Linked DNA regions of Mus musculus: region 2 is linked to region 1. The links are chromatin contacts, called in public Hi-C maps. All regions are on one chromosome and are shown on one strand. The core of a region is the stretch at or near the end of the contact, and the rest is flanking DNA. Distances in the headings are between cores, read along the strand shown. Region 1 overlaps Wnt5b (wingless-type MMTV integration site family, member 5B). Region 2 has its middle 21 kb from the start of Wnt5b.

Region 1 (6,594 bases), core at 2,232-4,731:
TCTAAATTGTATCAAGTTAGTAGTTAAAGCTACCCATTACACCCTTGAACGCTTCACATTTTTTTGAGGTGGCTCATCTTCATCCAAAAAGTCATAGATATGATTCACTCCTGCAGAAGACAGATGATTCAACAACACTGTCCTAAGTAGGGAGGGGGCTCTGAGAGTCTACTCTCAGCCTAGGCTGTCTTAGTTCAGATTGCTATTGCTGTGATGAAACACCGTGACCAAAGCACCTTGGGGAGGACAAGGGTTATGTGACTTCCACTTCCACATCTCAGTTCATCTTAAAAGGAAGCCAAGACAGCAACCCAAACAGGGCAGAAGTCCGGAGCAGGAGCTGATGCAGAGGCCATGCAGGGGTACTGCTTACTAGCTTGCTCCTCATGGATTGGGCAGCCTGCTTTCTTTTAGAACCCAGGACCACCAGCCCAGGGATGGCCCAACCCACAATGAGCTAGGCCTTCCCTCCAATCAATAATTTTAAAATGCCCTACAAGCTTGCCTACAGTCAGACCTTAAGGGGGCATTTTCTCTATTGAGGTTCCCTCTTTCCTAATGACTACAGCCTATATCACGTTGACATAAACCCAGACAGTACGAGGTGCATGACTGGTATGCACAGGACCCTGAGTTCCAGACCAGCACCCCAATCAGAAACTAATGAGAGGATCTACTTTGATCACGTCTCCTTGTTGTTGAGGAATGGCCTCTACAAACCCCTGACTGTCCTGAAACTTACCTGATAGACCAGCCCATCCTCAAACTCAGGTCAATATGCCTGCCTCTACTCAAGCGCTAGGATACAGGTGTGCCATCACCCGCAGCTGGCCATTTGATACGGATGAGAACAAAAATTCCTTTCCAATCAATTGTTTCGTGTCTGATCAAAGGTTTGGAGAAGGAACTAGAAGTTGCCGCTCAGCTTGACGTTCAGTGTGAATTCCATGCTGGCTTTGAAGCTTCCCAGATGAACTGTGAGATCCTTGATCATTCCAGAGTGGGGTTAGAAATCCGCAATCAGTTTTGCATCCATGGCCCAGAGCTAGGGTTAGTAAGGAGAACAGCTACCTAGGCTGATGGGGAAGGCAGGGACTCAAGGCCAGGCTGGGAGTTGTCACCAATCTGTGATTAATTGTATGCTCGGTGATTTGTGTATAAATGACACCCGCAAAGGCCCTGTGAGATACAGACAAACTCCCTTGGGAGTGCGTGCTCTCAAAGACTGCCGTAAGTAGTGCTTGACATTGCAGATCTTACCCACACATTACCTTGAGATTAAGCGTTGCCGTGGGATGGATATTTGCTCAGTGGTGAGGGATGGTCGGTATGTGTGTGTGAAAGAGGGGAGGGGGTAACAGGCAAGGTGGGAACATGACCTTTTGCCCTCCAAAGCCCCAGTGAGTGCTCCAGACTCTGGCAGTGCCTGGGCACTGGGCAAATCTCCCCTAGGCATACAGGGCAGGGGTTAGAGGTTAATGAATGAGTTCACGCCCCACACTCAGTATCCTGTTTGACAGTGGTTATATACATGAGATCTTAAATGGGGTCAAAACGGGAATTGCAAGTTTTCCCCAAACTCTTTATTTCTGCAACAGTGGTGTTCCGAGGTGGCTGCCCCTCCACAGGGAAAAGGAAGAGTGTGGCTCTGGTCTCTGAGAGACTCAGTATATGTCTGAAGCAGGGCCAAGGGGAGAGCAGGTGGGGGCGGTCCTGGCTGCTTCTATTCTTCTCTAGTAATCCCTTAAAAAATAATTGCAGCCCCAGACCTCCGCCTCCAGCACATTTTCCACTTGATTAGAGGCCTTTGTGGGGTAGGCAGAGGGGCCTGCAGACGTGGACATTATGCTGGACCCTGCAATGTCCAGCTGGGACTTTTTCCATCAAAAGGGGATTTTAGTAAAACCATTATCAGGGGCTTAGAGGACAAAGGCCGATGAGCTGCAAACCAGGGGCAGATTAGTGGTAGCAGCCTGTTTCGGGCCTGTAGAAGGGTGGGAAGGAGCTTGCAGTGACTTGCATGCAAGTGCCTTGATTTCTCTTGCTAGTTCCTGGCAGATGAGGAAGTGGGGTGAGTGTAGCAGCTGGGGCTGGGATGTCACGGATGTGCGAGGTAGGACTAATGTCTGCTTAGGCTTCTGGTTATGTCCACCTCGCCTGGAATTCACTGTGACAGCTCACAGTTCACAAGGAGAAATCAAGAAAGGCCCACGTAGCCAGGGGGTAGTGGCACACACCTTTAATCCCAGAATTTGGGAGGCAGAGGCAGACGAATCTCTGAGTTCAAAACCAGCCTGGTCTACAGAGCAAGTTCCAGGACAGCCAGGGCTAACCAAAGAAAGGAAGGAAGAAAGGAAGGCTGGTGCTGGGTCCCTTTTTAGGGCAGATGGACACTGTTTGAAGGAAGCACTGAGGGATTAGGGAAGGCGGGTGCGGGGGGGTGGGGGTGGGGGGGGGTGGCGGGCAAGAGAACGTTCTGTCTATAGTCTTGCTATTAGGACTGGGGGTTCCTTTGGGTGGACATCTGGGGAAAGTTATCTAAAATATAAGCTTCTGTCTTGTTGGGCTCCCCAGAGCCACACTCCATCTTCATTGAGGAAATGGAATTTCAGGCTGTGGGAGTCAGTTGCCTCCTGGAGGGCCCATGAGGGATCTGACACTGTCTCCCTCCCTGGAAGGCCCTGGCTTCTCCCTGTGTGCATTAAAGCCATGTTGACATTACCTGCTGAATGTAGGCCCTTGGGTACCAACTGCAGGGCTCTGGACAGGACATTTCAGGCCTGAAGTGCTGAGTATTCCTGCCTCAAGTGAAATTCACAGAAAAAACTCTGTTCTTTAAAACCTTCACTAGAGAAAACGTACAGGAGGTGGCGGGAGAGGGAGATGGAGACAGAGAGATGACAACACATAAATATAAAGCCTGAAGGCCAGAAGCGAAGCTGTCGGAGGCTGCACATCAAAGCCCCCCTCCCTCCCTCCCTCCCTCTCCGTGCCCAGGGCTGTGAGGGTCCTGTCATCCAGCGTCCTCGGTCCTCCGAGTCATGTGGGGACCTTTCTCTTGTCTGCAGACTCCCTTCCTGGCATTGTTCTTTCCAAACCCGGCTCCGTTCTATATAGTCACTCAGAGACACATTTCAGCAATGGTTTCCATAACGGGTTTCCATAATCTCCCCTGGGAGATTTCATGATTTTCTAAGAGTCCTCTTGGTAGTTCTGGGAATAGCAATGTTCTTCACACTCAAGCGCAGCGCATACTAGAGGTCTGTCTTATTCATTCTCTTAACAAAACAAAACAAAACAAAACAAAACAAAACAAAACAAGAGCTCTGTATGTTTGAGCTAATAATCGGGGCTCACCCGGCTCACAGGCTGGTAGAAGTCTTCCCTCCTTTGTCCCATGGCAGTAGCAGCTGCCTCAGACCCACGCTCTGATTCTCTGACCTCAGAGACTCTAAGTGTCAAGAGGACAAGAGCCCATCCTCTACGCCCTCAGCCCACCCCTCACTGCAGCATGTGGAATCTGGCCAGGGTGGCCCCGCGGCTCTGAGTGCATGCTTGTCTTCGGCTGCCTTTCTCTCGTCTACGTTCTGCATTTACACCGTGCAAGAAACCTCACATCCTTCTTAGACCCATCAGGGTCTGGCTTCACGGGCCCCTTTAGATTCTACAAAGACGGCTTCATGTGGGCAGTGAATATACTGCATTCCTTTGATAATTAAAGTGAATTAGAACAAAAATGTAAACTCCCAACTCTTTTTCTATTTTTCTTTCACAGTAACAGGATGCTTAGCTCTATCTTCATGCATGATTGTAAAATTTCTCCCCACTTGCCAAACTTGGCAAACGTAGCACTCCAACAGTTTTCGAGAAGGAGCCTTAAGGAATCAGCTGATACTTTCCCCCAGGCCCACCAAAGCAGAGCTGCTAGAACTCAGGGATCCCCATGAAACAGTAACACCCCAGAGACACGGTGCCAGGAGTCACCTCGCTGGTGCTTTAAAATTCAGTCTTGGGCTGTTGAGATGGCTCAGCAGGTAAAGGTGCTTGCTGTCCAGACTGACTCACAGACACATGCATGCCTACACACGTATACATACCAAAGGGTGAAAAAGGAAAAAAATTTAAAAAGCCAGTCTCAGTGTTTGGAGGAAATAATGTTCCAGTTGTCAACTCTTAGATCCTGGCAGAACTCTTGCGAGTGGGGGAAACATCAAGAGAAAGGATTTGTTAGCCTGGAGGGCTGGGTGGTCTCGCAACGCAGCCACCAAATCATAGACAATGCTGCCACCTACTGACAAGATCCAGAAATTGCAGATCTGGTGGGTAAATTCTGTCTTCTGTCTTCACCAAAGAATAAACTGTGTTGTCTACACTTAATTTTACTGCTTTATATTGAGTCCAAAACCATTTTAATTAAGTAAAAGCAAAGGAAACCACGTTTGTCTGTTTTCTGCCTCTAAATTGTTTGGACACAGCTCAATTTCATTAACAGCAGGAGAGGTAAATCCTGTGTACATGTCCTAAAATGAAGGTAAAATGAAGCGTGTCATGGAACAAGATGTTTTCTGTCCTCCCTCCTTTGTGCGGAGATAGGGTCTTATGTTGCCTGGGCTGGCCTTGAACTCTTTATGCCTCCATAAGTTCTGACTGTAGGCAAGCTTGTAGGGCATTTTAAAATTATTGATTGGAGGGAAGGCCTAGCTCATTGTGGGTTGGGCCATCCCTGGGCTGGTGGTCCTGGGTTCTAAAAGAAAGCAGGCTGCCCAATCCATGAGGAGCAAGCTAGTAAGCAGCACCCCTGCATGGCCTCTGCATCAGCTCCTGCTCCAGACTTCTGCCCTGTTTGGGTTGCTGTCTTGACTTCCTTTTAAGATGAACTGAGATGTGGAAGTGGAAGTCACATAACCCTTGTCCTCCCCAAGGTGCTTTGGTCACGGTGTTTCATCACAGCAATAGCAATCTGAACTAAGACAGCCTAGGCTGAGAGTAGACTCTCAGAGCCCCTCCGTATTTGTCAAGTCACCTGTCTTCTGCAGGAGTAAGTCGTCTCTCCATACCTATAATGCCCAAGGGCTTTGTGTACGCTAAAGCAAGCACTAAGTACTCTACTAAGTACTAGTTAGTAATGTGCCTCCACCTTGTGGGAATGTGCCTGTTGCCTGACTTTAATTAAGCATCTTTATTTCTAGAGCAAACAACGATGCTGTTTGCTGCTGAGCCATGTATGGTATCACTGGTAATGGATTTCTCATCTCATTGGTAATGCATTTCTGTAGTTCCTTCTGTGGTTGTTTGTTTTGAGATGGGGTTCCTCTCTGTAACAGACCTGGCTGTCCTGGAACTCACTTTGTTGACCAGCTTGCACTTGAATTCAGAAATCCACCTGCCTCTGCTTCCTGAGTGCTGGGATTAAAGGTGTGTGCCAACACTGCCCTGATGCATTTCTATAATTCTTATTGGGTCTTTGGACAATCAGACTCTTCTATGTATGGAAAAAATGGGCTAACTTCTGTCCCAGGAGGCCACCTGATTCTCTGTCTATTGCCTCTGACATACGGTGGCAGAAGAGGTGTGTCAGGTGGGCTGACCTCAGCAGAGTGGAAAGGCCATTCGCCTTTCTCGTCCAGGCTCTGCAAACCTGACTACCTTCTCTGTTCCCAGCAGTGGCCAGCTGTGAGCCTGGTAAGGCACAGGGATGGAACAGACCGCCCACCTCAACAGTTTGTGTTCCCAAATGAAAGACAGATACACAGTTGAGCTGCCCTCTGGGTCCAGAGCAGTCAAGATAGAATATAGAGTTCAGTAAGTAATAACTCAGGACTATTGGCAGGAGGGGGATTTAACCGTGTAGAGGTTACAAAGTGGCCCAGGCATATTAAAATTAAGGCTGTGTGAGGTGTGTGTGTGTGTGTGTGTTTCTTTCGGGAACATGAAGCATCGAGGCAGGTGGCAAACCCACTGACGGGGTTTATTAATTAAAAAATATTACTACCCTTACCATCTAGCCTTAGCCAGCTATTACTCCACTATGTAGACCAGGCTGGCCTCTAACTCACAGAGATCTGTCTGCCTGCATAAGCACTGGGATTACTGGCGTGTACCACCAGGCCTTGCCCTAGTAGTCTAACTATTGCCGTTCCTCCGTCCCTTATCTATCCGTTCAGTTCCAGCCTCTGTAACTTTTTTCCAGAGTCTAAGAAATATCAGGACTGAGTTTGGCTCCTATTTAGAGACCGAATCTCAGAAAGCCTTGCCCTAGACTGAGAAATGGAAGCAGATGTGTATGCAAATAAGGGTAGTTTGGGAAGAGTTTCCTAAGGAGATGCAATATCACTGACCTTTGTAATACTTTGTGCCATTACCAAATGAGGAAAGCGGTGTTGCCCAAGCCAAGGCTGAATGACCCCATATTGCTTGAGAAATAGTAACTATGTCTTGGACTATTTCCCTACCGTCCAATTCCCATATCCTGGGTCCATGACATGAGCGGCCATTACAGACAGGCAGCATAACATGATTGTTCTTCCCCGAGCAGATAACGCTCACGGGCCTAGTGTCAGTTAGGTGAGCCGTGCACACCGTAATTCCACTCTG
Region 2 (6,594 bases), core at 1,650-4,149, 75 kb before region 1:
CTAAAATGCAAGCTAAATAGCCCAGAGCTATACAGTCAACCAGTGACAGCCCTGGGTCACTCCCCTGTCAATGGATTTCTAGGTTGGTCTGGCTCCTCACAGAGCCTGTGTTTCTATCAGAGGGTCAGGGTCAGGGAATGGAACAGTTGCACCAGAGTCCTGCCAGCCTCAGAAGGGGGAAGGCATTGGGGCCAAATGCTGGCTGGCAGTCCAGAGGAAACAGAAATGATGGTTAACCTGCTCACTATCAGGATGAATATAGTCACATGGTCTCCTGCTCTGTTAGGCTTTGGACACCATTAATTTCCTGGAAAACCAGCAGTTAATTACTTAATGTCCTAGCCACCTTTAGGTTAAACTTTACTGGGAAGGAATGATAGGAGCTGGTAGCACCTTGTCAGTGTTATTTGGTACATAGATCACCCCTTTACTGTGTCAATGTGGGAGTAGACAATTGACCCCACAGCACACAGTGGTTCATGGGGTACCTTGGCAGGTTTGTGTGCCCCCAAAGTTCATGTGTTGGAAACTTCCAAATTTGTGTTGATGGTGTTAGAGGTAAGGCTTTTGGAAGACAATTCAGTGAGTTCATGAAGTTGGCATCCCATCATGGGGAAAAAGGCCCTAGCTGTCACAGTAACCATCACCAATGTGGTGTCTTCTGCTGTGTTAGCATGTACAAAGACCCTACCAGATACAAGAGGATGGCAGCCCCATCTGTTCCCAACCAAGCCAATCTTTCTTCCTAAAGAACTGCACTTCGACAGCATGTTACAGCATCAGTGAGTGGACTAAGATACAGGCACACAGAACACCCACAGCCATGAGCAGGCCCACTGTCGAATGTTATTCTCTCCAGGCTGGTTCTACAGCAGCTGGCTGACCCTCCCACAAGGCCCTGCCTGCTAGGAGGAGCTGTCCTGAAGTGAGGCAGACAGAAGACTGGCCCTACTCAGACAAAGAACCAGCACAAACCTTGACCATGAAGGCAGGTGCACATGGAGCTCAGATGTAGAACAGGTTCCCAGCTAGGCTTTGCTGCCATCAAAGTGTGTGGCCTCATCCCTGGTTATGTCACTTAAGCCTTTGACCTCCAGCCTTCACATGTCTGTAACATGCAAACAAAAGGATGTACCACCTAAATGTCTCAGAGGTCCAGCACTTGCCTAGTGTGTGCTATCTGTGGGTTCCACTCCCACAACATCAGCAGGAGAGGATGCACAAGAAAGCATCAAGCCCGGGTCAATAAAAGGGTGTGCTTGACACTTAACAGTCATTTGTTATAGTAAATCACTTCAAAGCCAAAGCTTGCTTTGGAAACCCACGGCAACCCATGGAGATGCTGACAATGTGCATTGCCCTTCAGGAAGGACGCTGCTCTCTGGGCAGACCTGCTTCCTCCTTCCAGGGCCACCTCGTGCCATCTGAAATCCCCCAAATAGAGAAATCAGCCAAGGATGAGAATGCTAGAGCCTAAAACATGAAGTTTCCCAGAGAAGGGAAGGGGGCACCACCATCTTCCCTCTTATATGTCCCAGTCTGCCTCCTGGTGACTGTGGCCTGCTTTCCTGCAGTTCCCTGAGTGTAGGCCAGAGTTCCTCCCCCAAGGGAGTTACATGCCAACAATCATATTGTTTCTGCTTTAGGAAGCAGGAAGCCCAGATGCCAATGGGCATGCCTGAGCATCGGGGCCTCACTGCCCCCATTTACAAGGATGGGAACCCAAGGATGCCTCCTCTGGCTTTCCATTGCTGTGACAAATGAGACAGAGGGACCCTGGAACCCAATGTGAGATTATCTGGCCTGGCCAGGCCATCCCATCGTGGAGTTCTAGCCACAGCAATGCTGACAGCCCATTGCAACGTTTCCAAGCTCCCTGTGCAGACTCCAATGTGCAAGGATGCTTAAGAGTATTCACCCTTAGGCAAACATAGCTGTTCACCCTTCAGCCACAGAGTAAGGCGCCTTGATCTCCGCCTCTCTCCTTCCAAGACAAGTAGCCTGCTTTCCTTCTCCCATCTCCTCGTTGACCACACACCCTTGTAAACAAGGACTGTTCTTTCTCCTGGGTCCTCCACAGGCCTATGCACAGATCTGAGCTTACCAAGCAAATAAAAGGACTTGCTTACCTGGAAACTTCCCAGTAGTTTCTTATCCCAACGTGTTCATTCCCCGCAGTTGGCTCAGCTTTCACTCCGGCTTCCTGACGTCAGGTGGGAGATGTTGTCCGCCCCCCATCCCCAGCCCCAGCCCATGGAGCTCCTAGTAATGCTACTGTGGTGGTGAGCCACAGGTGGAGCCTGTCTGTCCTGATAAGCAGCTGGGAGGGAGACAGCTGGGCTCTGACCCTGGTGCTCATGGTCCTGGGTGAGGCTCTCACCATCTGGGGCCTCTTCTCCTCCCCTGTTCCAATTCCCTGAGCCTCCCAGCCAGCCCCCAGGAATTCCCACAGAGGTTTCTAAGAAGCTGAACCTGCCTTGAGGAGAGGGAACAACATCGTGGAATCCAGTGTGCAGGTAACGTTGGTCTTCAGGCGGTTTTGGATGTCCTGGAAACTTGCCAGGGATTGCAGTAGAACCAGCGTCCTCCTGAGCACGGGTGCGCGCAGCGTGGCACCCAGCGTATGTGCACAGCTGTGCCGATGCATGCACAAGAGGTGTCGGCCAAGCAAGGGTCTCCATATTAAGGAGGAAATGAATAAACAAGGTCAACATTTTTGTTTCCCTCCGAGGCTTGCAAAGAAGGTGTTAAGAGCACAAGATTTAAATCATAAACTTGGTTAAAAGGCAGACGGCCTAATGTGTGACTCTTGCCAACTTGGGCGTGCTCCTTGGGGTAATGCTACACTGAGCTAATGCAGGAGGAATCGTGGGAGGAAAAGGCAGGCTGGGAGCAAGCCGCAGCGTCAACCAAGGGCAGACCAGCTGGAGCCCGAGGGCCTCAGTGCCTCTTCCTAGTTCCCCTCCTACAGTTCCCTTGACTGATAGAGTTTCTGTTGGGCCTAAAGGACTTACAGCAAGGTAAGGGAGACACAGAACAGGCCCAAATCACCCATGGAACAATTGCCTAAAGAGCAGGAAAGACAGTCAGCAGGCCTGCCAGAGCGGGACACGTCACCTCTGTAGGCTCCCATTCTGTCTCTATTCACCTCAAAAGACAAGGCGCCTCTTCCACGGGTGTGGGAGCTGTGCTCAGCATTGCACAAGGTGCATGGGTGAAGGTGAGTTCCCTGCTTGGATGGAAACTGAAACGAAGACATAGTCCTACAGTGACTATACTATTTGGGACAGGGTGAGGGTAGCCAGAAGAGCATTATAGGGCCAAGAGTCATGCTTCTCTCCAGCCCAAGTCTGCTCCACACTCCCCTTAATGGCCCTACCAGGCCCAGGTTCCACTCAGCCCAGCTTCTGGTCTTAGCACTTACTTTCCAACACTCAGAACTCATAAAGACATCTCTGCCCTACTAGGTCCCTGTGATTTTGTGTCATTGAATCTGCAGGCATTTCACCTTTCCCATCCTTGCCTGGGCAGACGGCTCACTCACATCCTTCCCTGTGCACCTGGAATAGGGACCATTCTGGTCTATTCTTTAAAAATAAATGTGAGCGGGGAGGTGGTGGTGCGCTCCTTTGATCCCAGCACTCAGGAGGCAGAGGCAGGTGGATCTCTGTAAATTCGAGGTCAAGCCAGCCTGGTCTACAGAGTGAGTTCCAGAGAAGCCAAGGCTACACAAAGAAACCTTGCCTTGAAAAGCAAAACAATAGCCGGGCGTGGTGGTACACGCCTTTAATCCCAGTACTTGGGAGGCAGAGGCAGGAGGATTTCTGAGTTCGAGGCCAGCCTGGTCTACAGAGTGAGCTCCAAGGACATCGAGGGCTACACAGAGAAACCCTGTCTCGAAGAAAAAAAAAAGAAAAGAAAAGAAAAGAAAAGAAAAAGAAAACAACAACAAAAACCAAACCAAACCAAACAAAATATACTATGTCTGCCATGCTCATATCCCTTTTGAGACAGGGTCCCTTGTTGCTGCAGACTTGTTGGTTAAGTTGCCTCAGCCTTTCCAGCATTGGGATTTCCCGTGCATACAACACCCAGTCTTTTCTGTGGGTGCTGGGGATGGAACTAGAGTCCTCGTGCTTGTGCACTAAGCACTGTACCCACCATTCTATGCCCTCGCCCCCCCCCCCACTATTCACAGTGTGAGCGAGCCCCTCCCAGCTCTGACATGAGAAAGCATGATACCTCAAAACAGCCTTAGAGGAGCTGGAAGGATAGCTTGGTGGTTAGCTGTCTCCTGAGAGGCTCTGCCAGAGCCTGACCAATACAGATGCAGATGCTCGCAGCCACGGGGAACCCAATGGAGGAATTATGGGAAGGACTGAAGGAGCTGCAACCCCACAGGAAGACCAACAATATCAACCAATCAGACCTCCCTGGAACTGCCAGGGACTAAACCACCAACCAAAGAATACACATGGAAGGACCCATGGCTCCAGCTGCATATGCAGCAGAGGATGGCCTTATCTGGCATTAATGGGAAGGGAGGTTCTTGGTCCTGTGAAGGCTCAATGCCCCAAGTAGGGGAATGCCAGGGCAGTGAGGAGGGAGTGGGTGGGTGAGGGTGTACCCTCATAGAAGCAGGGGGTAGGGGGAATGAGGTAGGGGCTTTGCGTAGGAGAAACTGGAAAGGGGATAACATTTGAAATGTAAATAAGTAAAATAACCCCCCAAAAAGAGTGCTTCCAGCTTTTACAGAGGACCAGAGTTCAATTCCCAGCATCCATACCAGGTGGTTCACACTCACTTGTAACTCCAGCTTCAGGGCTTCTTATGCCCTCTTCTGGCCTCCGTGAGTACCTGCTTGCTAGTGTACCTATACATCCAGAACATCCAAAGAGACACACCCACACCAATAAATGTAAGTTTTTACTTTTTTTTTTTTTTTTTTTTTTTTTTTTGGTAGCATGGGAACTATGAGGGAGAGAGAGAGTCTTAGTTCCTGGATCCATCTACACTGCTGCTCTGGCTTGTCAGGTCTTCAGGGAACTGGCCCTTTCTGCTTGCACAGAGCATTATCATACTGTGCTGTTAAAACCACTAGTCCAGCTTGGGAGTGGCCACCTAACTCTCCCAGGACTGGGTACCACTGCCTGGAGTCTGAAGCCCTGAATATCTGTCTGGAGCTTGGGTGGTGCTGAGTTCTTTTTAACCTTTAGAATCACTTCCCAAATACATGTATTTGTAGGTAAATAAATAGCCCATGGGATTTCTCTCTCTCTCTCCCCAGGGCTTCTATTAAGGTCATGTATGTGAATTCCTGTTCTTCAGAGTGGCAGCTGGAAAGGAGACACAGCTCACAGTGACAATGACCACTTGCCTGTGAAGGCACCAAGCAGAAACATCCAGGGGTCAAAAGACCCTGTTTGTACCCTTCCTCCTTCTCACCCCACCCCCACTTCCCACCCTGCACCTGCCTGCCATGGGGCTTCTTGAGACTGTCCCATCTCATGCCTACAGAACACTTGCCTAGCAACTGCCTCATTTTCTTTCCCTCATTTTTTTCCTTAGCACGCGCACGTGCACACACCCACACCCACCCACCCACCCACCCACACCACCACAACAAAAATGTTTCTTCTCCTCCTCTGTGCACAGTGATCAGGGCCAGGAAACAGACGGAAACGGTGCTGGCCTGTAGGCCAGACTTCTCCTCCCCGCTAGGTTGTGGACCAGGGAGGATCGCAAGGTCAAATCTACTCCCAGAAGGGCCGCAAAGGAATGTCTTCTGGATGTCTGGTACATAAGTCCCAGCTGTTTGCAGCTGGGCTGAACTGGTGGAGGAGTTTCCTGAACGAGCCCCACTATTTATGTTCTCCCTCATCCCTCACCGGCTTGTTTAAAGATATGTTTATTTCCAGGTTTGCATCAGTCATTGCTGACTGGAGGAAACTCCAGTTACTAAAATAAGTCTTGGCCCTGCAGCCCACGCTGTGTCACCTCCCAAACCCAAGCACACAGTCAGCCCATCACTCAGAACCCACCACCTTACCAAGGAATGCCCTCTGTACCCAGCCACCTGTGACACAGTCTTTGATGCCTTATGCTAAGCACACTTCATGCGACTAGTATTTTCCTACGGTGGCCCTCTTAGGGCTTTAAGATGAGAGTTAGAAGAATGGTGTTAATATGGCTACCTCTATAGGGATGAGCACACACAGCATCCTTGATCAGTCCATGTGCCCCTCTACTATGAGGTTTAAGGAGAAGGACAGAATTGCCATTGGGCTAGTGGGGAACCAGATACAAAGCCAGTCCATTGGAGCTTTCTGGGGATCGGTGTCCACACTGCACACTGACAATAAATAAAGCATACTTCATGTCTGCTTAGTCATTGGCCTGTCAGCCTAAAGGCACAGTGAGAGAAGAATGTGAGGCTCAGAGCGGCTGTGCCCCTAAAGAGGGTCACCTGCCCTACAGTGTCAGATTAAATCTCCTGTCTCAAGCCTTGGCACCTCCACTCCTGCCTCTAAGAGTCTTTGCATCCTCTCTGGATGCAGCAGCTTGGGAGGATTCCTCAAAAACAAACCAGTACCA

The links. A called contact is a pair of places that touch in the nucleus more often than the background predicts.
Region 2: a Hi-C map of uterus shows a contact between it and region 1, with 2.1 times the contacts expected there. The contact joins two enhancer-like sites. A contact is called at or near these places in 4 of 39 promoter capture datasets (embryonic stem cells and stem cell-derived epiblast-like cells), 1 of 15 datasets of contacts at CTCF or cohesin (large pre-B cells), 42 of 484 Hi-C or Micro-C datasets (8-cell embryo, CD8 T cells, the G1E-ER4 cell line and 14 more) and 6 of 115 datasets of contacts at active chromatin or transcription factors (the SCID.adh cell line and embryonic stem cells).

What each region holds. Positions count from the first base shown.
Region 1 is chr6:119,487,613-119,494,206 of GRCm38.p6, reverse strand. All of the region lies in intron 1 of Wnt5b (wingless-type MMTV integration site family, member 5B), which reads left to right. Among named protein-coding and RNA genes, the nearest start is that of Fbxl14, 11 kb to the right of the region's middle. Within about 2 kb of position 3,481, at least 19 of the 459 cell types and tissues checked have an H3K27ac peak or open chromatin away from gene starts, as enhancers often do. A contact at or near this core is called in uterus, where this site is marked.
Region 2 is chr6:119,561,911-119,568,504 of GRCm38.p6, reverse strand. No RefSeq gene overlaps it. Among named protein-coding and RNA genes, the nearest start is that of Wnt5b, 21 kb to the right of the region's middle. Within about 2 kb of position 2,899, at least 26 of the 459 cell types and tissues checked have an H3K27ac peak or open chromatin away from gene starts, as enhancers often do. A contact at or near this core is called in uterus, where this site is marked.